Regions from separate parts of the Sus scrofa genome. Here region 1 is linked to region 2. A link is a contact called in public promoter capture Hi-C data. All regions are on one chromosome and are shown on one strand. Each heading gives the region's core, a stretch centred on a gene start, on an enhancer-like site or on the middle of the called end of the contact. The rest is flanking DNA. Distances are from core to core; before and after follow the strand shown. Region 1 holds the start of TROVE2 (a long non-coding RNA gene). Region 2 holds the start of GLRX2 (glutaredoxin 2).

Region 1 (6,017 bases), core at 1,756-4,255, 46 kb after region 2:
TTTGCTCAACCATGTGGTCAATGATTTAATCAACCATGCCTAGTCATGAGGCCCCATCTGCAGACTCTGGACATCAAATTCAGTGGAGATTCCAAGCTAGTGAATGCGGGTGTGTGAAGGGAGGGTGATGGGCCAAGCAGGACCCCACAAACAGAAGGAATCCCCTGTCTGCCCCCATTGGCTGCCATCCCTTATAATAAAACTGTAACCGTACACAGAGTGCTTTTAGTGAATTGAGGTGTTTTATTGAATTACTGACCCTGAGAGGGTTGTAGGACCCTAAATTTGTCGTTGGCCAGGCAGAAGTGTGAGCAGACTGCAACCCAACCAGAAGCTGTTTTCCGAAATAAGGGCAATCCTGCTGGGGATCAGAGATACACACAGACACATACACGTGGAACCTTAATTTCTTCCTTCCCCACCTGCCGCCATCTCCCTTCTTCAAGCTTAAGCTCTACTGTCACTGGTTTAATAGGCTGTTGGGCAGTGAGTGAGGTCAGAGACTGGTCACTAGTTAATGCACTCCTGAATAATCAAGTGTTGTAAATCCAGATTAACAACAACAAAAGAGAGTTAATTCTTTCGGTTGCCTGACCTAGTCAGTGCTCTGAAAGCACAGTCCTTCAAAGAAATCTAATACCGCTGAAGCTGTATTAAATGTCTATAAAGTAAACCTTTGGGGAAGAAATTAAACAGATCACTCTGAAATTATCCACTTCTCTTTTTATGCTTATTTTATACATTGCCCGCTTCTTCTTCCTAATTTTGGATGCGAAATCAGTGAGTACTAGTAATACACAGTATGTAACAGCACTTCTTTCTGCTTTTTATTCATTGAAACTAGAACATCTACAGTATACCAGCACTAATGATACACTACTTCTAAGGAGTCCTATGTTTTTCTTGAATGTACACTTATCTAAATGTCTTTCCAAAGCTTTTTGATCACTTCATCCAAAGAGGTCAAACAAGTTTTCAGTTTATTCTTTTTTTTTTTTTTGTCTTTTTAGGGCCGCACCCACTGCACATGGAAGTTCCCAGGCTGGAGGTCGAATCGGAGCTGCAGCTGCCAGCCTATGCCACAGCCACAGCAACACTGGATCTGAGCTGAGTCTGCAACCTGCAACCACAGCTTGTGGCGACAATGGATCCGTAACCCACTGAGCAAGGCCAGGGATCAAACCTGCATTTCCATGGATACTAGTCAGGTCCATTACCGCTGAGCTACAATAGGAACTCCCAGTTTATTCCTTGTAAATGAAGTCAAAGCTGACTTACATCTATGAGAGAGGGCAAGACAGCTGTAAAAGAAACAATACCACAAAAACTGGGGCCACAAATTCAGATCACTACCACTTAGACTGGTAACAGACATGAGTGGATCAAGTCAAGTGAGACTGCAATAAAAAGCTGTGAGGAACTGTTGCACACAGGACAGCATGGCCCGTTACTGCCAGATCGTCTCGTTTTTTCTCAAACACCCAGAAATCAGGATTTTTATGTGAGCTCTTAGAATTAAATGTTAACAACATAATTAAAGAAATCCCCCCCCCACTTCCTGATTACTTATAAGTTGTGTCAAGGGCTGAATTTTCAGTTTGGTATTTCTACAACATGCACCATAATAAGCCGGTAGCAGATGTTACTTCTGATGTATTTATTTAGCGCCAAAAAACACTTCCAAGTTCACACCAAAATTACAGATTAAAAAAAGACCACAAAGTACTGCAAACAGCTCTGGGCTCTGATGACACTCATTCTAGGTATGGATGATAAGGAAATAAGGCTAGACTCCTGTGCCTCACAAACTTTCCCATCTAATTACACTTAACAGAACAGACGTCCCCCCACCCTTTGCTCTCCACCCCAGTTTGAGGTCGAAGTCTCCCGGGAATAAACTTCATGAAAATTTCCTTTTTTTTTTTTGCCTTTAAATTTAACACTTGGTACACACGCTGGCTTTCCCTCTACAGTATACCCATTCTTGGTTTAATGTAAAGCTACTGTTTCCCTCAGTAAACTACATCCTATTTTGTGGCTTCACGCAGTCCTGAAGCACAAAGTTTCCTTATTCCAAGGAACGGACTACCTGTCTGAGAAGCAAAGAGTCGGAGTTTCAACAAGGCAAGAATTTTTTTTCTGGAAGCCAAGGGCCCTTCTTGGAACTCAGAGCCTTAAGGAGCGATGCACAGACGATACTCCTGTTGCAGACGTGAGTCTTACTTAGCACGAGCTTTCCGCCAGAGGCGGGTGAAGGAGGGCGATTTCGGGATTGGGGAAGACGGGCATTTTTGATTTAACACCTCCTTCGGCCTCACGACTACTACAGACGTGTTCGGATGAACACACAATTTTCCAACCTCAGCTCCTCGGAGGCACCGCCTCCCCTTGCACTTGTTTATCTTCCCCCGGCCCACCGGCAGCGGCTTCTCCCTCCCTCGGCACTCCCTCCCGGGCAAACTCGTCCTCCTCCCGCACAAAGATCCGTCTTCCCGAAGCCCAGGTCCCGGCGACGCCTCTCGGCGCGGCGGCGGCGGCGGGGGGCGGGGAGGAAGAGGAGGAGTAAGCGGCCCTCCCGACGCCGGCCTGCGGGAAGCTCTGCAAGTCGAGGGCCGGCGGGGGCGGCCCGGCGTCCGGAAGGGCCGGAGAGAGCGAGGATGCCCCTCGGGGAGGCAGGTTCCGCGCCCCGGGCCAGAGGGCGCGAGGCCGGGCGGGCGCCGGCCCCGGCCGCGGGGACGCGGGCTGCGGCGCGCGGAGCACCGGACGCGTCCCCGGGGCCGCGCAGACCGCACAAAGGGCCCCGGCCGGCTGCCCGCAGTTTCCTCACCTGTGCCCGGCGGCCCACTCTCGGAAGCTGCCGCGCCGCCGGGAGAAACGCTGCGCCTAGCCGCGGGACGACGACGCGCGGCGGCCTGACGGGCGGTGACCGCTCCGGCTCCGCCGCCAGGGCCTCCGGGTTCGGCTCCCCGAGCGAGCCCCGCCCCTCGCCGGGCCCCGCCCCCGACTGGCGAGGAGCCCGGATGTTCCCTCCTCTGGCGCCCGGAAGCCCGCTCTTCCTCCGCGGCCCCGCCCCTCTCGCGTCGGCGCCGGGTCCTCCGCGGCCCAGGAAGAGTTTCGGCGTCTTCTGGGCGGCTAGAGCGTCCTCCCGCCTCTGTCGCGCGGCAGGTGACGGCGCCCGGAGGCTGTCGGGAAGTAGGCGGGGTGACGTGGGCTTGACGAGCCAGCGGCGGGTTTGCCGAGCTCAGGGGCCGGCGGCAGCTGGAGCCGGGGTCGGCCGCAGCCGGAGGGGGCGCGGGGCGGCGTTTGGCCGGGGCCATGACGGGCAATGCCGGGGAGTGGTGCCTCATGGAAAGCGACCCCGGAGTCTTCACCGAGCTCATTAAAGGATTCGGTGAGAGCCGCGGGGGCCGTCCTGGGTCGGGACTCACGGGCGGAGGCCTGAGCCGGGCACGGGGTGCTTCCGTGCGGCCCCGCCGCCCCGTGTCTGCGGAGGAGGCGACTCCCCGGACCGTGGGGCCGGGGAAGGGAGAGGCAGGACTCCGGCCCTCCTCGGCCGGGGGCAGGCGCGTCCCCGGGGCGGGCTGGGGAGCCACCCCACGCGGTCAGGGTCGTGGCGGTCCTCGGCCCCGCCGTGTCTCCGCGACTCGGCGCTCAAGTCCCAGCTCCCTCGACCCACGCAGCCCCCGTCCCGGGCAGGTGTGCCCGGTGCCCGACTCCGGCCCCTTGCCGCGCAGGCAGAGTCAGGTGTGCCTTGTCGAGGGTGGGGTCCAGGGCGCCCAGGAGCCCGACCTTTCTGGCTGCTGGCGGCGGCGCAGCGCGGGAGGGGACGGGCCCCTAGGACGTCCGCTCGGACTGGCTGCGGGGGACGCCGGGGCCCCCGCGCTGGTTCTGCTCATTCGCGGCTTCCGGCGCAGGGTGCCTTCTCCAGCCGGTGCTCGAGACTGGAGGCCACATGCTTGCCTCCTAATTTCCTTCTGGCTCTAGTCCTTGTCTCTCATCCCAGGTGATCAGCATACTGGCCTCTTCAGCCTGCCCTGTCCCTCTTGTGCCCACCTTCCTCTTTGGCAGTAAGACTTGTGTGTAGCTGTTACATTTCCTCAAGTATTACTGATTTTAGCTGATGTGTTGAAACTTGTGCTGGGGTAGACATTCTCTGTTGATGTAGATACTGTCTGTGGTACGTAGCTGTCTATTTGGATATCATTTATCAGGTCTGTATCTCAGACCCGCCAGTAGGGTTTGGGAATTTTTGATTTTTGATTTTAAAAACTGTAATTAATTATTTGCTTATCTTGGCCATGCCTGCGAATTGCGGAAATGCCCGGATCAGGGATCAAACCTGTGCCGCAGCAGTGACGGCACCGGATCCTCAGGATCCCTAACTGCTAGGCCATCGGGGAACTCCGGGTTTGGGAATTTTTCAGGTGAATAAAGCAGGACTGCTGTTCTAAAGAACTAAGAAGCAACTTGTAATAGGGTGTATTAATTGCTGCTTTAGAGTATGTGCACATAGGTGGTGAGAACATAGGCAGATGAAAAGGCACAAACGGTAGTGAGGCTAACGTATATGGCTTCGAGAACAGCTAAGGAAGGGACTAAAACATGGTGTAACCGAGTAGAGGAGTGTTTGAATCGGAAGCCGAAAGGGTAAACTGAGGCCATGTTGGGCAGTGTGCATTGCCCTGTAGTCCCTGGGGACTTAACTGTCAAAGCTATCTCAATGCTGAAATAACAGCTTTAAAAGTAAAAAATTTACTGTGTGTGGTGTGCAGAGTGGATTGGAATGAAATGAAAGAAGCTAGAAGCTTCTCACAATGGTCCTTTTCAGATGATGGGCTTGACATAAAGTCGTCAAGACTTTAGAGAGGAAGAGGTAGGTTCAATCATTTTTGCCGTATTTAAATCCACAGGACTGTTAACTGACTGGGTGTACCCCAAAAGAGGTGAAAATCTTCTATGGTGTCTAGCTTGGGAGATTGGGAAGTACAGGCACAAGGGAAGAGTAGACTTGATGGACAAGAAAATGGGTTCAGCTTTGGACATTCACTGAGTTTGAGATGTCTGCAGATGTAGCTCTAAACTTTACCTTCAAAGTTTAACTTTTAGGACATATCAACGTTAACCCTAAGAAATGTTGTACCAGGCAAGTTTATTGATTTTAAAATTAAAAAAAAATAAAATCAGTCCATTCTATCAACAGCTACTGTTTCAGTTTCACATGTGCAGAAAACTTGAAATTGAAGATAATTTTGAAATAAAGACATGCCATAAGAGACTTATGGCTCTGTACCTTTTCTACCTGCATATATGAAAAGTGAAGCTGTAGTTATTCATGGATTGACTTGATTAGCCAAAGAACTTTGTAAAAAGTTAAGTGATGGTAGTTGTGTGTCGTCATCAGATGCTTCAAAGAGAAAATAAGTTTATTCTAATCTTCCCCTTTTTTTTTCTCATCCAATTCATGGATTTAAAAAAGCTTTTTTTTTTTTTTCTTTTGTCTTCTTGCCATTTCTTGGGCCGCTCCCGTGGCATATAGAGGTTCCCAGGCTACGGGTCGAATTAGAGCTATAGCCACCGGCCTACGCCAGAGCCACAGCAACACGGGATCTGAGCTGTGTTCTGCAACCTACACCACAGCTCATGGCAACGCCGGATCCTTAACCCACTGAGCAAGGCCAGGGATCGAACCCACAACCTCACGGTTCCTCGTCGGGTTCGTTAACCACTGAGCCATGATGGGAACTCCTCAAAAAAGCTTTTGAAAGTTCTTTCTTTCAAGTGAAACATCTTATTGTACTATGAACGCTAGTGTAAATTTAAGTTTCTTCCTGGAGGAGGGAATTATTTGTGAATTCAGTGAATATATAAAAATTTTGGTGGAATGTAATGTCATGGTAAAACAGAGTTTTTATTAAGAAACTGATGGGAGATCCCTGGTGGCTGAGTGGATTTGGCATTGTCACTGCTGAGGTGCAAGTCACTGCCATGGCATAGGTTCAGTCCCTTACCCAGGAACT
Region 2 (5,753 bases), core at 1,086-3,585:
CAGACACGGCTCGGATCTGATATTGCTGTGGCTGTGGTGTAGGCCAGCAGCAATAGCTCCGATTCAACCCCTAGCCTAGGAACCTCCATTTGCCATGGGTGCAACCCTAAAAAGACAAAAGACCAAAAAAAAAAAAAAAAAAAAAAGTTCTAGCAAAATCAATATGGCAAGAAAAGGAAATATATTTGGATTGGAAAGGAAAAAATAAGAAAACCCTCCCAATTTACATGTGATGTGATTTACTATGTAGAAATTCCCAAGGAACCTACCAAAAAAAAAAAAAAAGAAAGAAAGAAAAGACAAAAGCTCAGAATGCAAAAGTTAGGAAACATCTATCAGAAAATGCTGTTTGTTCAACACCAGATGGCACTCAGTTATTAATTTGCCTGGTGCAAGGCTCATAGAAGACTAGAGACCTTTTTTTTTTTAAATCGAGGTATAGTTGATTTACAATATTAAGTTTCGTGTGTACAACTTACTGATACACGATTTTTTAAAGTTATACTCTATTTATGGTTATCATAAATATTGGTTATATTCCCTGAGCTGTACAGCATATTCTTGTAGCTCATTTTTCTCCTTTGCTTTTTAGGGCCGCACATGCAGCAGGTGGAAGTTCCCAGGCTAGAGGTTGAATGGGAGCTGCAGCTGCTGGCCGACACCACAGCCACCTCAACAAGGGATCTGAGCCATGTCTGTGACTTACCCCCCAGCTCAGGCAATGCTGGATCCTTAACCTGCTGAGCAAGGCATAAATACTAGCCGTAGGGTTCTTAACCTGCTGAGCCACAACGGGAGCTCCTTGTTTGAAGTGCCTTCACTTGAGATCCCTTTTTAAAATATCTTTCCAGGAGTTCCTTTCGTGGCACAGCGGAAATTAATCTGACTAGTATCCATGAGGATGCAGGTTTGATCCCTGGCCTCCCTCAGTGGGTCAGGGATTCAGCATTGCTGTAGCTCTGATTCGACCCCTAGCCTGGGAACTTCCACGTGCCCCAGGTGTGGCCCTAAAAAGACAAAAAAAAAAAAAAAAAAAAAAACCCAAAAAACAAAAAACCTGTCCAGTGATTTATGTGCTTAACATGGGCCATCAATACTATATTAAAATTAAATCGTGGCATGATTATTTTACCTCTCAATACACAATTTGAAACAATAAGGTAAAATTCTACCTCAAAACAAAAATGACACAGTAAATTCCTAAACAGCTATCTTTCAATTTCAAAACTCCACAAACCCCACAACACTGTTGATAACATATCTTATTTTTATTTTTTTACATCTTATTTTTAAAGTTAATTTTGGATTTACGAGAAATGACTTTACACTTTTTGGGGTCTTCGTTTTTGCAACTACCCTTTTATCCTTTTATGAAGTAATGAAAAACGTGGCCCACTTGAAAGCAGGGAAAAAAACTATCAGAAACAGAAATGCTCATTTTGTAACTTGGTAACATGAATCTTCAGTTTAGCTAATTGAGCATGAAGACTCAAAAAAGGCCTGGATTGTTCCAATAATTGTTTAGAATTTTAGACACCATCTGACCTTTGACCTTAACAAATAGATTTCAATGTCCTGGTCCTCAGTAAATAAAAATAAAGGCTGACCCACCTCTTTTTATAAAGCAACGCACAAAGGGCTATTATTACCACGACTAAGGACACGATGATGTCATTAGCAGCACTCAAGCCATCAGACCCCTCTGGGCTATATTTAGTTTTATTTGCCTAATTTCATTTTGAATACACTATCTTTGTTTTCTTTGGAATGAACGTTCTACAACGGATCACTTTTTTTTCTAAAATCCAATCATCCCACAACTTCTGTGAGATCTTTTGTAATGACATATTTAGGTTGTTATTTCTCCAACACAAAGACCTGCCCGACAGGAAGTTGTAATTATGCTACCGTGCTATGTAAATATCCCAGGCACTTCGATTCGGCGTCAGACAGATTATCTTTCTCCTCCGTTTCGTCAGAAGGTTGACCACCATCCCCAGCACTGACGACACGTGCCCGCGATCCTTTAAGAGCGTCCCTAACCCTAAAGGAACAGGTGCAGGGCTTGGATGAACCCTGCAGACAGGCAGCCGAGGCACCTGCGGGCCTCCGACTGCCCTTCCCCAGTGGGTGGGCCTCGCCGGGATCCCGCCCTCCGGCCGCGTGGGAGGCGGGGAGGGGTAGGACCGGTCGGTGCGGTTGAGACGGGCAGCGCGGGCAGCCCGGGGAGGCGTGGCCGGCGGGCGGGGGCGTGGCTGGTCTGCGGACGGAGGCGGGGCCGGCGGCGGGGGCGGGGCCAACGGGCGGAGGCGGGCTCTCCCGAGGGGCAGTCGTCGGCGCGTCTGCTTGCCGCGGACCAGCGCTGCGACCATGTACTGGCGCCGCGCTGCTTTGGCGGGGACACGGCTGGTCCGGAGGGTGAGCGGCTCGACGGGGCGGTTTGGCGGGGCACCGGGAGCTTCGGCCTCTGGGTAAGGGGAGCTGCGAGCGGGAGGCCTCGCGGGGGTCTGGACCTAGCGGTGGGCGGGGGCGCCTCTTTGCGGCGCCGAGTGTGGGCCCTGAGTCCAGCGAGGCCCCTTCGAGTGCGGAAGGCCCAGGACGGGTGGGGAGGGAAGGGTGCCCTAAGCGCTCAAGTGGACTTAAGGATCAGGTGACTGTCAGGTTGAAAATTCTGAATCCTGTGCGCTTGGACCTCCTCTCCCCTTTGATTGCCAGATAAAATACAAGATGCCCTGATTAATGGGAATTTCAAATAAACAGCTAATGATGGTGCGGTCTACGAATATCCCCAGGATTGCAAGGGACGTGCTTAGGCTAAACAGATATTCGCTGTTTGTCTGAAATTCTAATTTACCCGACCGATATGCACGTTCATTTGCCAAATCTGGCAACCCTGCGGCAGGAAGTGAAAGTGACGCTTTCTACTAAATGGCCCAGTCTTTGAGGATAGGACGGTGACTTATTCCTGCCGGTGTCGCTCCAGCTAGAGCAAGGGCCGTGCTTCCCCTGCGCTTCCCCACCAGGAATGCCTGCGGCTCGCAGGCCTGCGGTGTGAGACCTCCTGCCTAGGCGGATGCTCTATCTGCCGCACTCGCGCGCGGCGGGTCGAGGCTGTCCTGCCAGCTCACGTATCTGAGTAGCCATCCCTCTTTCTGGAAGTTTCTTCCTACCTACTTGATCTGGTACCTCCTACTAGTTTTGCAAGACTGCCGGAACTCGGTTAATTTTCGGCACCACTAGAGACCTTTTCCAGAGGGTGCGCATCACGCAGTGTAACTGTTTGACTGACAGGTCCTTGAGGCTCCATTGCGGTTTTCCAGTGATACGTCTTTGGGGGTATTTAGCCCTTTGCCTGCTTGGCACAGAGTAGGTGCTCCATAAAAGTGGCATGGCTAGTGGGTACTCCATCAGTGTAGAAGCGAAACGTTTATTGTACACTTCTCAGTTGATGTCCCTTTCCTTAACAGGTGGCAACTTTTACCAAGCTCCACTAGAATTGGAGAAAAGTGCCTTCCAGAAACTTTCTCTTTTATTTAGTTGCGAAGAGGGTGGTATTTCAGAATGCACCTCCCACCTCCTCTCAGAACCCAAGAAAACATTCTCTCATGAAAATTTTGCTGAAACTTCAATCTTCCATAGTAGAGGCAAATAGTAGATGGTTTCGGGATGATTATTAAATGCTGGAATTGAGATGAAAAGGACGTGTTTTCTTAGTTGGTAAAACAAATAGGTTGTTTTCCACCAAAGCTCCTGCTTAGGTCCAGGGCAGCACCCCTTGACCTCCTCTGTCTGCTCTGGTTTAGTTCTAGGAAGCCCGCCTGCATTTTTCCTTCTTTCCTTTTTTCTCTCAATGAATTTTATTGCATTTATAGTTGTACAGCCATGGACACAATCTTTCAAGTCCCTCTAGAATGTTGGACGGTAGCGTCCAGCCTGCGTCTGTTTTTCTTAAAGCTGCACCTTCCACTCTCCTCCTGAGTTGGCTGAGGTCTCCGCAGCGCACTGCATTTTTCCAGCTTTTCCGAGATAAGCACACAGGCCCTTTTTGCTCTGAAGGTTTTCTTGCTGATCTGTGGGGAAGCATGGACTAATAGGCTGGAAATATTGGGGTGATAGGATGTTCTAACGGAGTAGTTTCTGTCTCTAACTCTGTTACTGCTGAGGGTTTTGGTCGTCACGGCTTCCTCATTGCTGAGAGTGCAGGCATGGCTCTGTGTCCAAGGGTAACATGTAAAAAGCTACTTAAAGTGGATTCTTTTTTTTTTTTTTTTTTTTTTTGTCTTTTTGCTATTTCTTGGGCCGCTCCCGCGGCATATGGAGGTTCCCAGGCTAGGGGTCGAATCGGAGCTGTAGCCACCGGCCTACGCCAGAGCCACAGCAACGCGGGATCCGAGCCGCATCTGCAACCTACACCACAGCTCATGGCAACACCGGATCGTTAACCCACTGAGCAAGGGCAGGGACCGAACCCGCAACCTCATGGTTCCTAGTCGGATTCGTTAACCACTGCGCCATGACGGGAACTCCTAAAGTGGATTCTTACAATGCCACTAAAAAAGTGTCAATTGATACCTTTGAGAAAAATGAAACTAAACATAAAGAGTAGCTTATTTTTATATTTAACGCCATATCAATTCTAAGAGCATTCACAATGAATGAAGTGCTGACTTGGAGGGAGAAACTTTCCTGTTAAAACTTGAGCTTTGGGAGTTCCTGTCGTGGATCAGAGGAAACGAATCTCTCGTATCCTTGAGGACTCAGGTTCAATCCCTGGCCTCACTCAGTGGGTTAAGAATCCAGCCCGCTGTCACTGTGGCGTTGCAGCTGGTGTTGCTGTGGCTGTGCATAGGCCAGCAGCTGTAGCTCTGATTCAGCCCCTAGCCTGGGAACCTCCATATGCCGCAGGTAGGGCCCTAGAAAGACAAAAAAACAAAACAAAACAAATTTGAGCTTTGCGGCATAATCATGAAGAACATCATTTTAAATATTTGAAGCCTCAGTTCTTTTTTGGTTGTGACATGCAGTGGTTCGATATGCAATCTCAGTTCCCAGACCAAGGATTGAACCTCCAGCCTCAGCAGTGAAAGTGCAAATCCTAACCGCTAGACCACCAGGGAACTCCCTGCAGCCTCAGTTCTTTATCTTACTCTCTTAGTCCTTAGATATTTGAATAATTCTTTTCTGAAGCCCCTATTACCTCATGTCCTTTTGCACGATTTGTGAATTCGCTCTGCAATTATTTAGCATCCTGGTGTTTGCTGTTGTTTCACAATCAGCAGGGCTTGACTGATCAAGAACTGTAGTAGCCGAGGAAAAGCTCTGGGGAGTTGCTGATATTAAACTGGTCCATTTTAATTCATATATTCCTGTTGCAGTGACTGCATCCCTTTTCAAGGATCCGGATAATAAATACTGAGATAATAAGTGTTCCTATAGTCAGAAAATAAAAGGAATACTGTCAGACATTTACTGTGGTTAAGGCACTGATCTTCGTGCTGTGTATCAATTCATTTAATCTTCCCAACCCCCCTGAGGACGGGGCGACTATGGTTCCCATTTTACAGATGGGGAAATGAGAGCTATGGACCCTTGTGGCTGAGATAATCTTAGTTTCCTTAAAAACCTTTGAATATTTGTAGGTTCTCTGTTTCACAGAGTGTTCATAGAGTTTTGGCATGTCTTAAGAAGAAAAATGGAACTATATATATATTTTTTCTTCTTCTCCTTCTTCTTTTTTTTTTTTCCAGCAACAC

Evidence for each region. Promoter capture Hi-C pulls out the DNA fragments that hold promoters and counts their contacts.
Region 1: a contact with region 2 is called in a promoter capture Hi-C map of liver, with 4 times the contacts expected there. The contact joins the promoter of TROVE2 here to the promoter of GLRX2 in region 2. A contact is called at or near these places in 2 of 5 promoter capture datasets (fetal liver and liver), 18 of 47 Hi-C or Micro-C datasets (adipocytes, alveolar macrophages, blood and 8 more) and 2 of 2 datasets of contacts at active chromatin or transcription factors (alveolar macrophages and skeletal muscle).

What each region holds. Positions count from the first base shown.
Region 1 is chr10:722,373-728,389 of Sscrofa11.1, forward strand. It overlaps TROVE2 (a long non-coding RNA gene), which reads right to left and starts at 3,006. Exons shown (of 9, transcript XR_002336171.1): 1 at 2,828-3,006. UCHL5 (ubiquitin carboxyl-terminal hydrolase L5) reads left to right here and starts at 3,316. Exons shown (of 12, transcript NM_001123210.1): 1 at 3,316-3,391. The coding sequence starts at 3,316.
Region 2 is chr10:676,993-682,745 of Sscrofa11.1, forward strand. GLRX2 (glutaredoxin 2) reads left to right here and starts at 2,336. Exons shown (of 4, transcript NM_001243717.1): 1 at 2,336-2,471. The coding sequence starts at 2,371.